2 separate regions of the Arachis hypogaea genome follow, and region 1 is linked to region 2. A link is a contact called in public Hi-C data. All regions are on one chromosome and are shown on one strand. Each heading gives the region's core, a stretch centred on a gene start, on an enhancer-like site or on the middle of the called end of the contact. The rest is flanking DNA. Distances are from core to core; before and after follow the strand shown.

What was found. Hi-C and Micro-C count contacts between places; a contact is called where the count stands out from the background.
Region 1: a contact with region 2 is called in a Hi-C map of leaf, with 2.6 times the contacts expected there. The contact joins the promoter of LOC112696444 here to the promoter of LOC112696441 in region 2. A contact is called at or near these places in 3 of 8 Hi-C or Micro-C datasets (leaf and an unstated tissue).

Annotation. Positions count from the first base shown.
Region 1 is chr6:21,382,355-21,385,515 of arahy.Tifrunner.gnm2.J5K5, reverse strand. LOC112696444 (protein SLOW GREEN 1, chloroplastic) reads right to left here and starts at 1,253. Exons shown (of 1, transcript XM_025749216.2): 1 at 1-1,253. The coding sequence starts at 1,138. The coding sequence ends at 71.
Region 2 is chr6:21,184,012-21,187,493 of arahy.Tifrunner.gnm2.J5K5, reverse strand. It overlaps LOC112696441 (serine/threonine-protein kinase AFC1), which reads right to left and starts at 1,769. Exons shown (of 12, transcript XM_025749210.3): 1 at 1,276-1,769; 2 at 747-921; 3 at 436-462; 4 at 156-309; 5 at 23-71. The coding sequence starts at 1,401. LOC112696442 (diaminopimelate epimerase, chloroplastic) reads left to right here and starts at 1,851. Exons shown (of 9, transcript XM_025749213.2): 1 at 1,851-2,154; 2 at 2,231-2,398; 3 at 2,497-2,567; 4 at 2,746-2,803; 5 at 2,926-3,105; 6 at 3,473-3,482. The coding sequence starts at 1,885.

The DNA of each region.
Region 1 (3,161 bases), core at 4-2,503, 200 kb before region 2:
AACATAAGGGAACAAGAACTCATTAAAGACCTCTCAGTGGAACAATCCACAAATTCTTTGATTTCTCTAGTCAGCTCCTAGCAGCAGCTCCTTCCCTCTCAACCTTCTGCGAGAAAAACTTGGTGGCAGACATATTGTCCTCGAAATATTCCTTGTAAGGATGGTTCTTGGGGACGAGCCTTCGGAACTTGTTGAACTGCTTCTCAGCTTCGTCTTTCTTCTTCAGCAAGGTGTATATAATACCCTGACAAAGATAAGGCCTGAAATCCCTTGGTTCCTCCTTCACAAGATCCTGGTAAGCCTTGAGAGCCGCATCAAGGTCTCCCTCCATGACCTTTATCTGCGCGATCAAGAGCCTGAAGTCCCTGACCTCTGAATTCCTGTTCTGCTTCTTGCACTGCTCCATGGCAACCTCAATCCTCCTGAACAAATCATTCAACGGAAGCTTGGACTCAAAGGCGGTCATTGCGAGGCCGTGGTAGGCTTCAACGCGAAGCGGGTCTCTCTGGAGAATTTCCTCGAACACGTCGCGTGCAAGGTCAACTTGATCGTTGTAGACGTGCATGTGAGCCTTGAGGAGTGGCCACTCGGACTCTTGAGGCTCCAGCTCGATGAGCCTGTCAATGATGCCAATGGCCTCGTCGATTTTGCGCGCTCTGATCTTGAGCTCCATGAGAGTGCGGAGGGCTTCGATGTCGGAGGGGTTTGTGCTGAGGTGCTCCTCGATTTCCTTTTCTTTCTCCTCGTTGGGGGCGTCGGGGTCGGCGGAGGTGTAGGACTCGGCGGTGGCGGAGGGTGAGGTGAGGGGGGCGGCGATGACGGGGTTATGGCGGAGGCGCATGAAGAAGAATGCGGTGGCGAAGATGACGATGCAGGTGGTTTCGAAGGCTGGCGAGAGGATGGGGTTTATTAGGGTTTTGAGAAAACGGGAGAGGAGATCGTCGTTTTGGGGTTTGGGGTGGTTTTGGGAGGAGGCGCGAATGGATGAGGACTTAAAGGTGGTTGAAGAAGAAGGAGGGAAGGAGAGGGAGAATGGAGAGAGTGATGATGAACGGTGGGGATTGAGGGACAGGTGCCGGAGAGAGGCCATGGGTGCCCGTGTGGGTGAGACCACAGTGGGAGTGGCGAGTGGGAACATTGGAAGAAGGCTAAAACCCTGAACCTGTGAGAGATGAGGTACAAAGAGGGAGAGCCGCGGAGCTAGACTTTTTTAGCAGGGATGACCAATATTAGATTACGCTTATTTTTTATTTGATTTAAAAATTTTACTCATTTTATCAGAATCTATTTATTTTTTGGTTAATCACAAAAACCGTCTATTTATCCTACTTTAACTATTGACTAAAATAACTTATTTAGAGACTTGCTACACATGCAAATCTTTTTGTGATACAAATTTATATAAATTAATTTAAATTTAACAAAAACAACTCTAAAATTAGAATGTATAAATACACACCTCCTCAACTTTGAATAGCGCGAAATGAGAAACGGTTCTTCTTCAACGTTTGTATTCCACGTTCTTCCTCCTACTCCTCCTTCTTCTTCTTCTTCTTCTCCTTTTTTGCATTCTTCCTCCTTTTCTTCGCATTCATTCTTCTTCTTCTTTACGTGTTTCATCCTCATCATGGTTCTTTTTATTGTTGTTATTGTTGCTGCATTTTTTTCCTTCTCCTCTTTCTATTAATTTTGCAACATTATGTATTTTTTCTTCTTTGTCAAATTTTTTCCCCCAAGAAGAATTAAAAGAAAATAAAATAAGAAGATGAGGAAAAAGAAGCAGTAGAAGATAAGGAGGAAGAGGAAGAGTTTTGAATTATGCAGAACTTATCAGAATAAAAATACACTCAAAAATCTTAAAATACATCAAAATATCTTCATGTTACACCCAAATATCTTTGTGTTACACCCAAATTTGCTACAAATACAGAAAAATATTTCCTCTAATACTGCTTTTTCTTTTTTTTCCTTATTTCTTTCTTTCTTTTAGTTAAATGAAAGTAAGTTCATCTTCTTCCAAGTAATTTTACAGCATTATGTGTTTCTTCTTCTTTGTTTGATTTTTTTGTTTTTATTCTTGTTAAGAGATTAAAACAAGAAAAAACTTGAGAAGGTAAAACAAAAAAGAAAAGATGAATAAGAAAAAAAGAAGAAGAAGAAGATGATGATGATGATGAAAAAAAAAAAGAAACAGCAGAAGATGAGAAGGAGGAAGAGAAAGAGTTTTGAATTATATAGAACTTATCAGAATAAAAATATACCAAAAATTCTTAAAATACACCCAAATGTCATCGTGTTACATCCAAATATTCTCGTGTTACACCCAAATTTGTTACAAATACAGAAAAAGATTTTCTCTAATGTTGCATTTTTTTCTTCTTCTTTTTTTTTTCCTTATTTCTTTCTTTCTTTTAGTTAAATGAATGTAAGTTCATCCTCTTCCAAGTAATTTTACAACATTATGTGTTTCTTCTTCTTTTTTGTATAATTTTTTGTTTTTATTCTTGTTAAGAGAGTAAAACAAGAATAAACTTGAGAAGGTAAAACAAAAAAGAAAAGATTAATAAGAAAAAAAAAGAAGAAGAAGATGGTATTAATGATGAAAAAAAAAAGAAGAAGCAATAGAAGATGAGGAAGAGGAAGAGGAAGAGTTTTAAATTATGCAGAACTTATCAGAATAAAAATACACTCAAAATTCTTAAAATATACTCAAATATCTTCCTGTTACACCCAAATATCTTCGTATTACACCCAAATTTGCTGCAAATACAAAAAAATTTCTCTAATGCTACATTTTTTCTTCTGAATTGAACCACACCTAGGCCACTTGATTGGTTCAATTGACAATCTGAACCTGAATTATTCATTATCTTCAACAACGAGATAACTGATAATGGAGGAGAAAGAGAAATAGAAAGGAGGAGAAGAAATTCCAATGAAGAAGAACGTGCAGTAATGATACGAAGCGCATGGATATAAATGACTTGTAAAGACTTGTATGAGAAAAACGTTTGCATGTGGAGAATAATTGTAACTTTTAATAATTTAAAAACATGGACGAAATATTCCGTCATAAAAAAAATGTTTTTTGTTAACAAAAATATCTGATGTGATAAAATAGAATTGCTACATAACACACTTTTTTCTTAGCAACCTCCCTT
Region 2 (3,482 bases), core at 520-3,019:
ACAAGTATCAATAAATACTTACAATACAAATATGATTACGATAGTCAAACCAATTCCGTATTTGCACACAACTGCAAAGAACGAAACCACTTATACCACAATTACTTTTTAACATCTACAACCAATAATGGAAGAGAACCAGAATGAACTCTTACCGAGAACCAGAAACATCATGTTTGGCTAGCCTCATCAGCACATCAATTTCAGTCATTGCTGCCTCACGATACTTGATTAGGGAGCGAACAATTTTAATTGCCACAACTTCTTTCTTTTCATTGTCAAAACATTCCAAGACTTGACCAAATGTTCCTGAAGGACATTCAAGCATCCAAATTAGACCATAACATTTAGGAATAAAACAACTCCAAGAATAGGATTTTTTTAGTAAGCTTAAAAATCTTATCCCATAAAAAGAACCAGAATCTTGGATGCTACCTTCCCCCATTTTACCAAGAATCCTGTCTGCAAACATAACAGAATCAATTTTAGTTAAGGACACATATGACCTAAGCATAAAGCTATACATAATAGCAAAAAATGACAAAAGAAAACAAATCTACCCAACAGAGATTCATTTGTTAAAATTAATCATTCAAAATCTCAGTTTAGATGAGTCATAAATAGAAACTTGGAAAGATGAAAAAAAAAAAAAAGTAGGGAAGGCAGGAGGCTCTATGATACTAGACTTAACAAACAGAGCATTGCAAACCAATATACTTCATATTAAATGAGGATGAATCACCTACATCGTGGTGTCAAATTTTCACCCACGGCAAAAACATAGTGACCATCTTTATCATCAGGCCTCCAAGGGGGCGATCCATTTCGAGACGTTCCCCTATAAAACATGGATGATGAATAAACATGATTTGGAACAATGCCATTCCCAACCTCCTGGCTGCGATTTGAAGCTGGAAGAACCTGCAACCATTCACAGACCAATCAACCAAAAATTAAGCAAAAAAATGTTTCCATCATTTAAAATTATATGACTCCAATACACAACAATCAAGCCTAATGTTGCTTATAAATCAACCTAAACTTCATCCATATGAAATACACCAACTGTGATAATAATTAATAATTTCTATACACATTAATTGAGCTAAAAATGTCCAAACCAGAGGCAAATTTGTTTATTTAATTTTAAAAAAAAGTAAGCATCAAATTGATATACAAATCAATTCACTAGTATGAAATTACGAGCAATCAAGCATAGGGGAAATTACGAAAAAGATAAAGATGCCGAGAAGAAAGAATGAGATAAATGAAAACCTTGCAAGGAAGAGGAGGAGGAATAGGAGGCGGAGGAGGAGGCATGTCCCATGTTAAACGAGGTCTCTTCCTTGGCCTCTTGTCTATGCTCCTATGCGGAATCTCCATTATCCGCTGCGTCTCCATTTACCTGAGCATGAAGCTCTCGTCACGATATAGCATAAGAATTCTGAACTGAACTCGATTGTTTTCAGATCACGTCCGGATCAGAAAACACACCAAGTTGGGGAAATTCTGTTCCGAATAACCACCTAAAGTTGGATCGGATGAGAGAGAGAGAGAGAGAGAGAGAGAGAGAGAGAGAGAGATGGAGAATGGGTTCAGGCTTAACCGTGGTTAACAGAATGCTGAAGCGTTATCATCATTCATCAACGGAACCGATGGTTATGGATTTCGGCCAACATTATTTTCTTGAGGAACAAATTATACGGCCCATAAAAGCCCAATTTGAGGCCCAAATTATACAGCCCATAAAAGCCCAATAATACTGTAACCACTGTAATGGTAAAAAAAAAAAAAACAACGAATTCAAGTCGTTAAGTCAGATCGGGACAGCGATGAGGAGAGTCGAAGTCGAGCATTGCAGGAAGCAATCATCAGCGTTCAGCCATGGCCATAGCCGCTACCATTTCTCTTCCTATTACTTCTCCGACGCGCCGCCACAACAGTCTTCTTCGCCATTCTTCTTCCACCACGCTATCCGTTTTGGCCACTCCTCAACGCACTCTTAAATACACTAACCCTCGCATCGTCGCTTCTTCTTCTTCGATGAGCATCGATGCTCCCGTCAAAACCTCAACCAGTTCGTTTCTCGAGCGCAAGGAGTCCGGCTTCCTCCACTTCGCCAAGTACCACGGCCTCGGAAACGACTTCGTTTTGGTGAGCCATTCCGCCACGTCATCATTTCCCCAACCTTCTTTCCCCTTTATAACATTGCGTGTGGGTTTCTGAATAGATTGATAATAGAGACTCTTCGGAGCCAAAGATCACTGCTGAGAAAGCCGTTCAGCTCTGTGACCGTAACTTTGGCGTTGGTGCCGATGGAGTTATCTTTGTTCTTCCTGGAATCAATGGCACTGACTATACCATGAGAATTTTTAATTCTGATGGTAGTGAACCGGAGGTAATCAATAGACTCTTCTTTCTTTTATTATTATTTTTGTTATTAATTATCGATTGTTGATATTTTATTCACTTAAATTGGTACCTTTTTCTCGTTAGATGTGTGGCAATGGAGTGCGATGCTTTGCCAAATTTGTTTCTCAGCTTGAGAATTTACACGGCAGGCACAGGTAATACTCATTCTCTAATTACTCAGAAGATTTCACACTGTTTTGCTTGTTATAGCGAGTAGCCTGCGATATTGTGTGGATATCTGTAATGGTAGCGGACTTGTTATGAATGAATAGCTTGTTGAAAATATCGTATAACAATGTTTGTAAGGCTTTGTTGTTGTTTGTTTGTTTGCAGTTTTACCGTACACACTGGTGCTGGTCTCATTGTTCCCGAAATCGTAGAGGATGGGAACGTAAGTTGTTATTGGGCTAGTATTTGCAGTTTACTTATTTAGTGTTGTTGGTTGGTTTAGAATTGAAGGGTTTTGTTTTCAAACTTATCTGGTATTCATTCCTGTAGTACTAACTGTTTCAGGTCAGAGTTGATATGGGGGAGCCGATTCTTAAACCATCAGATGTTCCTACTAAGTTACCTGCAAATAAGGACGGTGCTGTTGTTAAAGCAAAACTAGATGTAGATGGAGTTACATGGAATGTCACTTGTGTTAGCATGGGAAATCCACACTGTATAACATTCAGTAATGAAGAAAGCCAGGTCTATACTTTTAACATACAATATATAATTGCATAGTTACAATTCCCATTTTTAATTATCTTCATTCTTCATGCATTTGTTTCTATCCAAAGGGATGAAGCTGTGTAAGATGGCAAAGAAGTACAAAAAAAACCCAATAAATGACCACTGCGATAATATTCTGTTACAGATGCATAGATATTCATTGGCACAATTGAATGTACAACCTTTTATTTCAAAATGAAGAAAGCTCCTTTGAAATTCTAGTATTTTTGTTTACTGGACCCTTTGGTTTAACACCTCGGGAGAAGCTTCTGTCTCTGTCAGAGCAGTGTGACAATAACTTTTAACAACTTTTTTCTTCTGTTTTGACTTCTATTTGCAACAGAATTTGCTTG